Regions from separate parts of the Hordeum vulgare genome. Here region 1 is linked to region 2. Evidence: chromatin contacts called from public Hi-C data. All regions are on one chromosome and are shown on one strand. Each heading gives the region's core, a stretch centred on a gene start, on an enhancer-like site or on the middle of the called end of the contact. The rest is flanking DNA. Distances are from core to core; before and after follow the strand shown. Region 1 holds the start of LOC123452593 (protein transport protein Sec61 subunit alpha-like). Region 2 has its middle 22 kb from the start of LOC123398290.

Region 1 (6,609 bases), core at 159-2,658, 310 kb before region 2:
CAGCAGAGCACGATCCTCTCTCACACTGTTGTCCACTTCAATAATCTTGGATCCCACTAGAAGTTGCATAACCATTCCAGATGTCACAATTGGGGTAATACCCAGCTCCATGACAGTACCACGGTTTGATGCAAGAATAACACGCATCCAGTAGAAAGGATCAGCTCCAGTGGTCGAATGGATGCCATAGAGCGGGAGCTGACTGCACACGAGGAAAATGAAGAGAGAAATGACGGTGTAGATCACTTTTTCTCTAAATGGTATTTTCCTATCAGCACTCTGCACTTCCGGCAAGAAAGCCAAGAAAGGCCTGACCAGATGCAGCACCCGAAAGCCGCCAGCCATCTTCCTGGGACCACAAACGATAATAGATCAGCATTATTCACAATGCACATGGCAAACTCAAACATTAAAGAACAAAGTAAACTTGACAACAATTCCCATTTCATGCATTTTATCCCCAAGTCATGACGCATTTTATCATGGTTGGGATCAGGATGATGAACCAATTTGGCCAAAACAGAAATGAACATACCCAGACACTGACAAGCAGACAAAGGAGTAAAATCAAAACCCACATATTTCTAGCTCAGCTGCATCGATTTGCAACCAGACAAGATGCTGCACATATGCATCACAATTAAATGAAAAACTTCTACTTTGATTAATACTTGACAGCTACAATTCTGTTCAAAAAATGAAACCAGGCGGCCTATCCAGAAAGTAACCGAATTGGACCGCTCAGACATTTTTTTAGCAACATTAATTGGGTCCATCAGCTTGGATCCGGAAGGAATTTAGCTAGAGTCCATTCTAAACTACGTGACCAGCCAGCTGCCCGAACGCTTTGCTTAAAGCCATATCAAGTGCACCAGAAGAGGAAACTCTGCAACCTGGGATCATGCACCAGATCCACCGACGAAACGGCCCCGTCCATCATTCCCATCGGCCTAAAACTTGCCGGCAATTAACGGCCACGGCGAACGTCGCAGCCATGCAACAGTCTCAGAATCCGAGGTTCGCATGGATCTGGACGCCCCACCAACCTACCTAGCACGTAAACCAGCCGCATGAACAAACACGCCTCGGCACGCACACGCACACGCACACGGCGCATCGCTACGCGGGCTTCGACACGGATCAGACGGGAAACGGCGACATGCGACACAGATCTGCGGCAGCGGCACGCGAATCGGGGGAAAGGCCGGGCCACCGGATCGCATCGAGATCCGGGCGTGCCGGAGGGGAGCAGCGGGTTTACCTGGCCGCGGACGCCGCCGGCGAGGTGGGCGGGGGCTTCGCCGCGGGCTGGCGAGGGCGTCGAACCCTAGGAGGGGAGGACGGAGCGGGGCGAGGAGAGAGCTACGGGGAGAGAGGAGGGAAGAGAGAGGTGGGTAATTAATAGCGGGGAACTGAGAGATCTGGAGGGAGAGATGAGGATGGGGACGACGCGAGCGGTGTCACGGTCCCTGCGCGGTGGGGCCGCGCGAGGGCGGGAGGGCGAGGAGCCGTCTGATCTGGAACGAGCGGTGGATGATGGGTCTCTGTGACGTGGAACCGAGGACGGAGAGGCCACGTCGACCGGAATGACTCGTGAGTCGCGTGCTAGTGGGCGAACCGGTCTCCGGGCGGGCGCAACTTGTCCCGTGGCAAAGGAAAGGAAAGGAAAACATGAAATGGAATCCAAGATATGGGGACTTTGCTCATCTTCCACGGAGAAACAAATTACAAATTAGCCCGGGGCTGCTTTTAAAACATTTTAAATTTGAAGCCAATTCACCACAGTAAAACAGGAAGCTAGGTCGGTTCTTTGTAACGATAGAGGGACGCCCTCCATGCATGCACGAAGCTCGGCTTCCATAGCATCTCTATTAGACAAAGGCTCCCTACAAAACGCAAGTGCGAAGTACTCATGCCCTGGTGATGTCTTTTTCATTTTGATTTTTGATTTCTAAAGTTATATATTTTAAACAAAAAATTCAAAATAAGTTCGTGTTTTTCGTGAACAGTGCTTCCAAGTAAGATTCATTTTGAATATATTTTGTGTCTTTAACAATGTGCTACAAGCGAGCGGTAAAACAATTGTTTTTATCTAGGAACGAGAAGAAAAAAATGCTTAAAATTATATCTCTCAGGCTGGTTGAAACTCGACAGTTTCGATGCAAAAATCGCAAGTTTCATCATTGAAGCTTAAAGCTCATTGTGCTTTTGTACGAGGTCCAACTACTGCGTGAATCGTGAGGCGTATCGAGGGGGCTTGAAATGTGAGTGACCCCGCACTTGTGTGTCCGTGAGAATTTCCGACAAAAGGAGAAGGTAATAGGGTTTCTTTTTTCTCACGTTACCCTTCCTGCTCTAACCCTCCCATCCTGCGACCAAGAGCCCTTAGTGTTTAGTTTTTTCCATCCATCTGAAGGAACGAACCATTTGGAGATAGATCTGACCGATGCACTAGCAAGTCTAGGGATTACATAATCATTTCGAAATAATCCTGGTGCCTTTGACGGAAACACAAATATAATTTTGAGTAATCTCTACTTCTAAAAGGGAAGTTGATAAGCTGGTATGTGATACATCCTAAATGTATCTATTTTTTTAAACACTTTTGCTCTTATTTTTGCCACTAATTCACATGATTTGAATGAAACTAACCCTGACTAACGATGTTTTCAGCAGAACTACCTTGGTATTGTTTTTTATAGAAACAAAAGTTTTTGAAATTGGACGAAATTTTGTGAAGAATTGTTTTGGAATATATAAAAAATACTAGTGCAAAAAACTATCTGAGGGGCCCAACAAAGAGCCACAAGCTCAGGGGGAGCCCACTAGGGCGCGACCGGTGAGCTTGTCGGCCCCTCGAGCCACCGACTGACCAAATTCCACCTCTACATATACCGTCTTCCCAAGAGGAAAAATAGAGAGAAATTTTCATCATGTTCCACGATACGGAGCCACCGTCACTTCATGTTTTTCATTAGGAGACCTGATTTGGAGTCCTATCTGGGCTCCGGAGGGCAAATCACCGTCGTTGTCATCAGCAACCGCTCTTCATGAACAACATCATGATGCTCACCAATGGGAGTGAGTAATCTCACTATAGGCATGCTTGAGGTAGATGGAGATGTGTGAAATTCGTCATGTAATCAAGTGAACTTGTTATGCTGGATCCATAGTTTCTACTATGTTTTGAGATTGATGTTGTTATGACTTTGTTATGCTTAATGCTTGTCATTGGGTCCGAGTGCAATGATTTTAGATATATACCTGTTATGTTTTCGTGAATATATGTGAGTTTTAGATCATATCTTGCAAGTTCTATGCACCTATTGTTGTTATGAATCGTACCCCAAGGGGACAATAATTAGGATACTCTTCGATGATAATCGTAATTTAAGGAGTTCATGTATTTACTTTTTGGCCTTAATTACCTATAGTTTCCATTAGGGCCCCGCTGCCACGGGAGGGTAGGACAAAGTATGACATGCAAGTTCTTATTGCAAGCATGTATTACTATATATGAAATATATGCCTACATACGATTGATGAATTGGAGCTAGTTTTGTGTCGCTCTAGGTTGTGTGAGTTACATTATGAATTTCATCCAAATATCCATCGCTACTCTATGACTACACTTTCTACTAATGTTCTCTTACTTCAATCACTACTGTTGTTGTTGTTGTTGTTGTTGTTGTTTCAGTTACTATAAAACTGCTACTACTGGCATCGTTATTGTTGTTGCTATTGTTACTACTGGTATCAAAACTATCATATTGATTTGCTACTGATAACTTGCTGCCAGAAGTTTGCTTCTCGGGTGTGGTTGAATTGACAACTCAACTGCTAAGGCTTATAAATATTTTTTGGCTCCCCTTATGTCCAATCAATAAATTCAGGTAAAATATTTCCCGCGAAGATTGTTGCATTGCCCTATACTTGTGGGTTATCAAGGCTATTGCATGGCGTCGTTGCTATGGAGCATAGCTTTATTTATTAAGTTCACTTGGGAGTTGATTGTGTGTTGCAATTTATATTCACTAAGAATAATCGGAAATACGAGAAGACCAAGATCATGCCCTTTGGGACAAGGGGAGATAAAGAATACCCAATTAAATATACCATTGATTCACCATCTATTTTAAGTCAACTTGTGACACCAACACCTATTATCCAATATGATATGTCACAAATAATAGACATTGCTTCTGCTATTGATGATACTCATGACGATGCTTCTACTCTGCTTGATAATACTACCGTGCCACTTGGTGAATTACTTGATAAGCATATTGCTAAAGCTAAAGAAACTGAAAATGAACTTGATGACAATTATGATTCTCCTATTACTCTTCGTACTCGTATTAGAACAAAATTCTTTGATGTATCCCATGGTTATACTATTGATGAGGAAATTGTAGAGAAATACTTGCTTGTGAGAATAGGGATAATGTTGTTGAATTAATTTATAGGCTTAAAGAAAAGTCTATGAACCAAATGATGAAATATGACCCTAGGTTTGTAACTTCTCATGTTTGTATCACTAATAAGGATTATGAATTGTCTTTGATCCTGACCTCATTACCCTGGTGGAATCGAATCATTTTCATGGTTATGAATCTGAAATAGTTGTTGCACATATCACTAGTAAAGTAAATTACCACCCTATTTACCCAGGATGAAAAGATATGTCACTATTATATCCTTGAGTTATTTACTTTCTCATTAAAGGGTGATGCTAAGATATGGTTCAATAATCTTGCTCCTGGTTGTGTGGGTAGTCCCCGGGATATGAGTTACTACTAGTGTGAAAATATTTTCCTCCTCATGCGAAACAAACTGCCTTACAGGAAATATTGAACTTTGTGCAACTTGAGGAAGAATGTCTCCCTCAAGCTTGGGGGAGGCTTCTCCAATTATGAAATGTTTTGCGTGATCATCCTCTTGAGAAAATTAAAATACTTGATATCTTTTATAATGGACTAATCGATGCTTGTAGGGATTACTTAGATAGTTGTGTTGGTTGTGTTTTCAAGGAAACAACATTTGAACAAGCTCGGGAGTTATTGAACAAATTATTGAAATATGTCGATTATTGGACACTTCTTGAACCGCCTCTTAAGCCAAGTCCGAAGAAAAGAGGTATTATATTTCTTAGTCTAGAAGATATGCAGGAAGCCAAGAAATCTATAAAGGAGAAAGGTATTAAATCTGAAGATGTTAAGAATCTACCACATATTGAAGAGATACATGGTATCAACGTTCCAACACATGTAGTAGAGGTAAACTATTTTTATAGGTTTGATGAAGGTGATATTCTTTATAATAAATATCCAAGTCAATGCTTTAACGGATTTGATGATTTATCGTTAAATAATAACACTTTAATATGCAAATAAGCGATCAATTAAAATTGAATGATTCCATGATTGAATGCTTGAGTGATATGTTGTTTAGAATTACCAATGATGTTAAAGGAATATGCAAACATTCTTCTATGGTTCACACTCATCTTGAAGAAATTGCTAGATCACGAAATGATTTATTTAGGGACATGTCTAAAAACTTAATCATCATGTTATTAGATTATTGACTAGAGGTGGTAGAATGACTGAACCTTTGTATCCCGAGGGTCATCCTACAAGAATTGAACAAGATTCTCAAAAAATTAATAATAGTTCACCTAAGAAGAAAAATAAGAAGAGTAAGAATACAACTTTGCCAATTTCTAGTGAACCTATTATAGAGAAATCTACTGAGGATTCGAATAATGTTTCTATTTACGATGCTGAAACGCAATGTGGTGACGAGCATGTGCGTAATGATAATGATAAAGATGATGATAATGATCACGTTGATGCTCCACCTAGTAATAACAATAATGAATCTAACAGTGGTGTTGAAATATAAACTAAAGTTTAGCTTGATGACCCACCTCCTAAGAATAAGAGATATGAAAAGAAAGATATTATTGCTAGGAAGCATGATAGAGAAGGAGAATTGTGGGTTCAAAAACTTATTCCTTTTCCTAGTAAGACTCTCAAAGCTAAACACAAATATGCTTTCAACCACTTTTTTATTGATAACCCACAAGTGTAGGGGATCGCAACCGTCTTCGCGGGTAGTATTTCACCCAGATTTATTGATTCGACACAAGGGGAGCCAAAGAATATTTATCAGCCTTAGCATTTGAGTTGTCAATTCAACCACACTTTTGATATCTTGGTGCAATGAAGATTTAGTAGCACGACAAGTAATAGTAGCAACAGTAACAGTGATAGCAATAATTTTGTACCAGTTGTGACAGTAGCAGCAACAGTAGTAACTTAGCAAGATTCAGTATATGTAAAGTATAGGCACGTGGATCAGCGATAGATAGACATGGATGACATTCATCATGTAACAGTCACACACTAGAGTGACAAAGAACTAGCTCCAATTCATCAATATAGTGTAAGTATGTATTCTGTATATAGTCATACGTGCTTGTGATAAGAACTTGTATGACATCTTTTGTCCTATCCTCCCATGGCAGTGGGATCCTAATGGAAAATAAGGGATATTAAGGTCTGCTTTTAATACAGAATCGGAACAAAACATTAACGCATGGTGAAT
Region 2 (6,772 bases), core at 526-3,025:
TTCTTTCTGTTGTTGCTGTGCAGGAGGGATAGTCGTTTGGTTTATGGATGGTTGGCCTTGTTGTGCTGAACTGGAAGCTTCACTAGGTCGAAGAGATTTGAGCACCTCAGCCATGGTTGATAACTATGAAGTTAGTGAGGAAACTATTTTTTGTACTCCATCCAACATCGAAACCATGGTGTCTTGTTTGATGTTGATGTTGTGCACTTCCTTCCATAGGTCATCCATTTCAACCCACAGATCTGCCGTTTCTTCACGTTGCTACATGAATTCGTCCTTCATAGCAAGCAGACCGGCCACATCCGAGTCATCCAGGCTAGCTTTGGAACGCCCTATCCCGATTTGGTGGTGCAGAGAGGAATTTTACCGTCGGACATCGTCGGGAATCCGATCTGGTCACCGAATCCTGTCACCGCCATCGATTGCACCGGCGAAACAACACCACCCGTCGCTTGACCTAGGATTTTACTGAGAGAGTGGTGTGCTCAAACAACCAGTCTCGCTCAGGGGGGCTGCCGTCGAATGGGTCTACCGCTGCCATGCCGCCAGAACTCCTCTGTCGCCTTTTACCACGCCACCGCCATCACCGAGAAAAGGGAGGGAAGGATGGGAAATCACGGCGACTTTCGGCAGTAAAATTCATGATAACAATTGTCACACCCCGGAGGGGGGCTAGACGAGGAACATCTACAAATCACTCACATCTCGCGAGGGAGGAGGGGAAAGTAGTCGAGCTAGGGTTTGTATTTCTGTAAGATGTATGATTGTGTGGATTGATCCATAGAATATTCCATACCATAACAAACGGGTGCTGCTGGCTCAGGCCTGGTCCTGAGACTTTGGGGGCCTGGGGAAAAATTAGAATGTGGTCCCTTATTTTTTTTGTATATATAAATTTTCAACAATGATGGTAACAAAACAATGATAATTTGAGTTATCCATCTCTGAAATCATGCCCTCGAGTTATCGATGACTCACCTCTCATTGTGGTCAGGTGAGGAGTGGTGATCGAGAGTATCCACACACGGAGCATAGGAGATCAAACGTTGGCCTATTGGCAGTCATAAAGGGGTCGCATAGGACATGCAGACAAATTGCATTACGAGTTAGCAATCAAAATTATGCTCACGCCATGAAGGCCAAACTTAATTTTCAGTATGGTGAAACTAATAGTATGGGGAGAAAATTTTGTACAATTTTTTTCAATCAGCTAGATAACAACTACAATAACTAATTAGCCTATGCGAACATATTAATCCCAATGTAGATTATCAATATACATCACAAAATAAAGTTGGTGAACTATCAGCCATCAATCTATAACATAGAATGAACCTTTTAAAACTACATATTTTTTGGGGGATAAAATAAATAAATTAGTCCAGGCTCATTTAGGTTTTCTCTTTTTCTTTTAAGTACTTATAGTGTGGTAGTTTATTTCTTGAACTGGTAGGTATTATTAGTGTGATATATTTGAGCACCAGTTCATGTGAAAACATGAAAATATCCATATCAATGGATAATTCCAACACCAATTCGGGTTGAAACTAATTTTGTTAGAACAATCCATGTTGAAACTAGTGTGCTAACTTTAGAAAAAAAAACAGGTTATAATAGCACATTTTCTTCCCAATCAGATAGAGCCCACAACCACCCAACGCCATAAGAAAGAAACAAAAAAGGCCCAAGGCCCAGATCGCTAAAGAAAAAGGCTTCACCCTTCTTCCTCGTCAAAGACACAGGCAACTTTCTGTGCTCCTCTAATGGCGTTCGATGGGTCCTCCTATTCGACGCCTATCAGCGCCAGATAGGGAAACCGGCGCCTGCAGCACTCCTCCTCATGGGTCGGCCCATGTAAAATTGCGTTGGTCATTAAAAATTTCAAAAAAGTTCACATAATTTCAAAAAGTTCTGATTTGCAAAAAAGTTTAATTATTATTAAAAAAAGGTTCACCAATTTTTTTAATATGTTCATGGATTTTCAAAAAAGTTCACAGAATTCGAAAAAAAATCATTGATTTTGAAAAAAGTTCATCAATTTTTAAGAACAGTTTACTGATTTTGAAAAGAGTTCATGAATTTTAAATTATGTTCATCGATTTTCAGAAATGTTCATGGATTTCTAAAAAAAATCATCGTTTTTAATTTTTTTTACCGATTTTAAAAAAGTTCACGGACTAAAAAAATTTCATGAAGGCTCTCTACATGGGCTGACCCATTGCGAAACGCTGCAGGTGTCAGTTAGCAAATTTTACCTATAACCAACGCGTGTGATGCTAAATAGGGTTTCCGGCGTTCGACAGTTAGTGTTAGGTTTCGTCCGTTCTGACACACACGTGGCAGGGAGGCCCCTAGTTTTTGCGGACCCGGGGTGGCCGCCCCGCTCGCCCTCCTCAGAGCCGGGCATGTGCTGGCTATATAGCTCAGCTGGCCACAGACAGCTACAGGTAAAACGAAACGATACAGTGAAACGATAATAACGTTTCGGTAGAACGGCGAGCCGCGCGAGCCGTTGGATCACTTGTTCATCTTCAATCGTAGTCGTCCCTTAGCTGAAGGAGAGAGAGACACTGATAACTGAAGGTGCGGGCCTGACACCCACCATTCCCACGGTGGAACCGTGGAGGTGCTCCGGCGAGACACTACGATGGTGCTCAAAGAAGTTCTGCTGCGCGTGCGATATGGCCTCGGCCCTCGGGGATCCTCTGCGCCGCAGTTTAGGAGAACGTATGAGGATAGAGGGCTAGGTCAAGGCGAAAGCGCCCTACCTACGAGGCTGCAGGCTTGCCTATCAACGTACTATTGGGTGAACGTCTGGTTGGGCGCTGCTCACAAGGTGCTCGACCAAATGCCCAAGTATGGTGTGTCGACTGGAATCTTCTCTTTTTTTTGTATTATTCTTTATCTCACAATGGAATTAAGCTTGACGTTGAAGTTTTTAGGGTGTAAAATCTACTTTTCATATGATAGTTCTGTGAAAAATATCAAAAAGCTTCTAAGTTTTGTCATGATATTCTGCCATTTTTCTTTTACTTCTGATGCATCACTATTTGAAGGCTGGATGGCAGTTCATTATTTGCTGTTTGATGTATGTGCATTAGTTGTAGAATTGCTTGTGTCCAGTTGCAATTTCAAATATTTTATAGCAGCATTGGCAGTAAATATAAGAAGTGCACAGTCACTGTAAATAAAATGAAAAATCTACACCACTCTGAAACGAAAGGTTGCTTTTGTTCTTCTTTAAAATGTCTGACATGTATCTCTTCTTCCATTGGATTCCATGCTGAACAATTTAACCAGATCAGAACAACAAGTCTGCTAATCTAAAAATAATAATGCCTCTGCTAGTGACAGGTTTTTAGTATTATTATTTTCCACTGGATCCCACCCCAACTTGTTTGGGACTAAAATCTTTGTTTTTGGTGATTATTTTCCACTGGATCCCACCCCAACTTGTTTGGGACTAAAATCTTTGTTTTTGGTGATTATTTTCCACTGGATCCTATGCTAAAGAATGTAACCCAATCAGAAGAACAAGCCTGCTAATCTAATCTGCGAGTGACAGGTTGGTAATATTATATCCTGATATGAATTTGGCCAACCTTTCTGCCTTTCCATTGTCTGGTATGAAGATAGAAGATAAGAAAGCATGCTAACCCTACCATTGCTGCTGATAATATAAGCAGCCAGAAGCCCAGAAAAGACATCCCGTTGATCATAGAAAAAAGAAGTATTGAACTTCCAGTACGTTTTAAGCGTTGTCATCCTAATTGGATTCCTGCAGATCCAAGATCTGGTGTTTAGCCTTGCTCTAAGCAAAGCCATAGCCTCGAAACAGATGGTGCATATGAATCAAGGACAAGGGGAAACAAGCTATGCACACAACTCCAGTATCCAGGTATGTTCCCCTCTCGATTAGTTCACTAATACCGTTTCTATGGGATGCTGATATGTCCTTGACACTTGGTTTTTCAATACTGTTTCGTCAAGCACTCGTTCACAATATATATAGCTTATGTTACTGACATTTAAAAGAAGAGCCGGGGAGGTTAAAAAGCACGACACTTGGCTAAAACATTAGACTCGATATTCTGACGAATTATAACTCGATCGAATGTAGAGCGCTCAGCAGAACAGGATGAAGCCCCTGATAGAAGCGGACATCATTGACTTGTGCGGCAGCAGAAGCACCTTATTCCCCGAAAAAATGCTGATTGCGGACTTGGGCTGCTCTTCGGGACCAAATGCGCTAGCACTGGTATCGACTGCCGTCAAGGCCATCATCAACCACTGGCTTCAGTTCCAGCAACCACCACCAGAAGTGTGTGTGCTCCTCAATGACCTTCCTGACAATGACTTCAACACGGTGGTGAAGAGCCTGGTCATGCTCCGTCAAAGTAACAACAAGCCTGTTGTTGTGAGTTGTGACTGGTGTCGCACCGGCCGCACCGGTGTCGTTTTACGAGAGGCTCTTCACTAGTGACTCCTTGCATCTTGTCTGCTCGTCCAACAGCTTGCATTGGCTCTCCATGGTGTGAATTTATCACCCTTCAATGGATCTATCTATTGCATTACTTGTTGATTTATAAAAGAAAAGCCTTATCCTCGCAGGCTCCCGAAAATCTGACGATGAACCAGATTCATGCACATGACATGGATGAGCATGCTAGGCGTGAAAGACTCCCTATGGTCCGTGAGGCTTATGCACGGCTATTTAGGAAAGATTTCATGCTTTTCCTGGAGCTGAGAGCCAAAGAATTGGTCCCAGGAGGCCGAATGGTTGTTTCCCTTGTAGGGCGTCCTTCTAATGTAAGAATCCTCCAAATTCTTTCACCTTTGGGAAACTGTAGTTCAGATTCTAAGTGTCATGGCTTTAGAGGTACATTCTTTTTCTAGTATCGCACTTTATCATTTTCAAATGAATGTGTGAGTATTTGAGCTCCCGATCTTATTGTATGGTTGACAGGGTGTGATCGATAAAGCGAAGTTTGATTCTTTCTGTGTGCCGGTGTATGGACCCTCTGGTGAAGAGCTGAGGGAGATCATCCAAGAAGAAGGCTCCTTTTCTATCAGGGATATGCGGGTATATGACGCTACAACTGATTGGAGAGGTCATGGATGAATTTGTGAGGACGGCAGAGCAGCGATGGAGTCTTGAGGGCAGCATGCAAGACGAGCGTGCCAGAAATCCGTGAGCTATGCTGGTTTTATCCCTTGCAAAGGCATGATTATCAGGTACCTATATTTGATTAGGTTTATTGCTTTATTTGAGGTGACAATGTGTGCCAACTTCATTGTGTAAACTACATCCTGTATGGTGTTCTGTAAAGATATTCATTGATGCACAAGAGATTAAGAATGAACTATCATTTATATAGATTAGCAGAATGTTGTTCCCCACCAACTTGCTCAGCTAGTTAGGCCTACAAAACAGTATGATGTATTGCGCATGCAAATTCTGCCTGAGTTTGTGTCTTGTATCTGTTTTAGTAACTGCAATGCGATTGAAGAAGACGGAAGACAAAAGTACCGATGGCCCCTATTAGTACTGCTCACGGTATGATCCATATAAATTATGTGATGCTACAACTTTAGTGAATGTTCTTATCACAGAAAGATCTAGAAATTCACAGAAGCCGATCTAGGTCTAGGTGCACTTGGTCTGGGCTAAGCTAAACCAATATGAACATTAGCTAAATACACTCACAAGTTGGAATGGCAAAAGCAGAACCAGATTGCTAAAAAGAAAAGAAAAAGGAGAACTGGAAGTAGGACTTGGATTGGCTCGACTGCCCGCCATCAGTTCAACGAAATGCGGCGTACCCTCCTCCTTGGGTGCCGCACATGGCGGGGTCGCTTGTGCAGGACACACTGATAGGTTGTCCTGCGCAAGAAGTTCTACTGCTTGGTAACATGTCCTTGTGGGGATCGGAGTTGAATTGACATATCGTCTGACACACTGCTCGGGGAAAAAGATAGATGGATTGCAGTGTCTGGACCTTGAGCCGAACACACCCGTCGCTAAGGCTTTGTACCCTATTACTACCTCTGAAGAGGTTGATTATGTCTGTTGGTTCATGGGAGGGTTCCAGGAGGATGTTCAAGCAGGTACTCCCTCTGTTCTTAAATACTTGTTGTTGGGGAGAATTAGATTAGTTCTCCCCAATAACAAATATTGTGGTATAGAGGGAGTATAATATAATGCAAATGTAACAAGTTGTTTGCAAGCTGGAGGAGGTCCTAAGGCAACGTACATGGGTCCCTTTAATTTGTGATGTACGGACGCCTGCCTCTCTGAGTTCTTCAAATCTGGGTGCATCAATGGGCATTCCTCTGCCAGCTTTGTTTCCTGCTAATCTTAAGTTCCTTTTGCTCTGTTTCGAGGAAATGTCTGGACTTAAGATTAACTTTGATAAGAGTGAGGTTGTGGTCCTCGGCTACTCCGACGAGGAGCAACATAGGATCGCGGACAAACTGAACTGCAAGCTGGCTGTCCTCCCCATCTCTTATTTGGGGATGTCCCTGGCTGAGTCCAGGATCTTGGTTATCGGGTTTGATCCGCTGGTGGGACGAGTAGCGTCCCGTGCGGAGCCCTGGTGCGACAGGTTCACGTCTAAGGGCAGCAAGACCGTCCTCATTAGCGCTAACCTTGCGAGCCTCCCCATGTATATGATGGGGATGTATATCTTGCTCGAAGGAGTGCATAGCTCCTTCGACAAGGAGCTGGCTAGGTTCTTCTGGCAGGCAAGGGATGGTAGGCCCAAATACCACA

Evidence for each region. Hi-C and Micro-C count contacts between places; a contact is called where the count stands out from the background.
Region 1: a Hi-C map of seedling shows a contact between it and region 2, with 4 times the contacts expected there. The contact joins the promoter of LOC123452593 here to the enhancer-like site in region 2. A contact is called at or near these places in 4 of 6 Hi-C or Micro-C datasets (leaf and seedling) and 1 of 1 datasets of contacts at active chromatin or transcription factors (embryo).

Annotation. Positions count from the first base shown.
Region 1 is chr5H:397,156,452-397,163,060 of MorexV3_pseudomolecules_assembly, reverse strand. LOC123452593 (protein transport protein Sec61 subunit alpha-like) reads right to left here and starts at 1,408. Exons shown (of 7, transcript XM_045129272.1): 1 at 1,262-1,408; 2 at 2-349. The coding sequence starts at 345.
Region 2 is chr5H:396,844,889-396,851,660 of MorexV3_pseudomolecules_assembly, reverse strand. It overlaps the pseudogene LOC123396764. Among protein-coding and RNA genes, the nearest start is that of LOC123398290, 22 kb to the right of the region's middle. Within about 2 kb of position 1,775, at least 3 of the 3 cell types and tissues checked have open chromatin away from gene starts, as enhancers often do. A contact at or near this core is called in leaf and seedling, where this site is marked.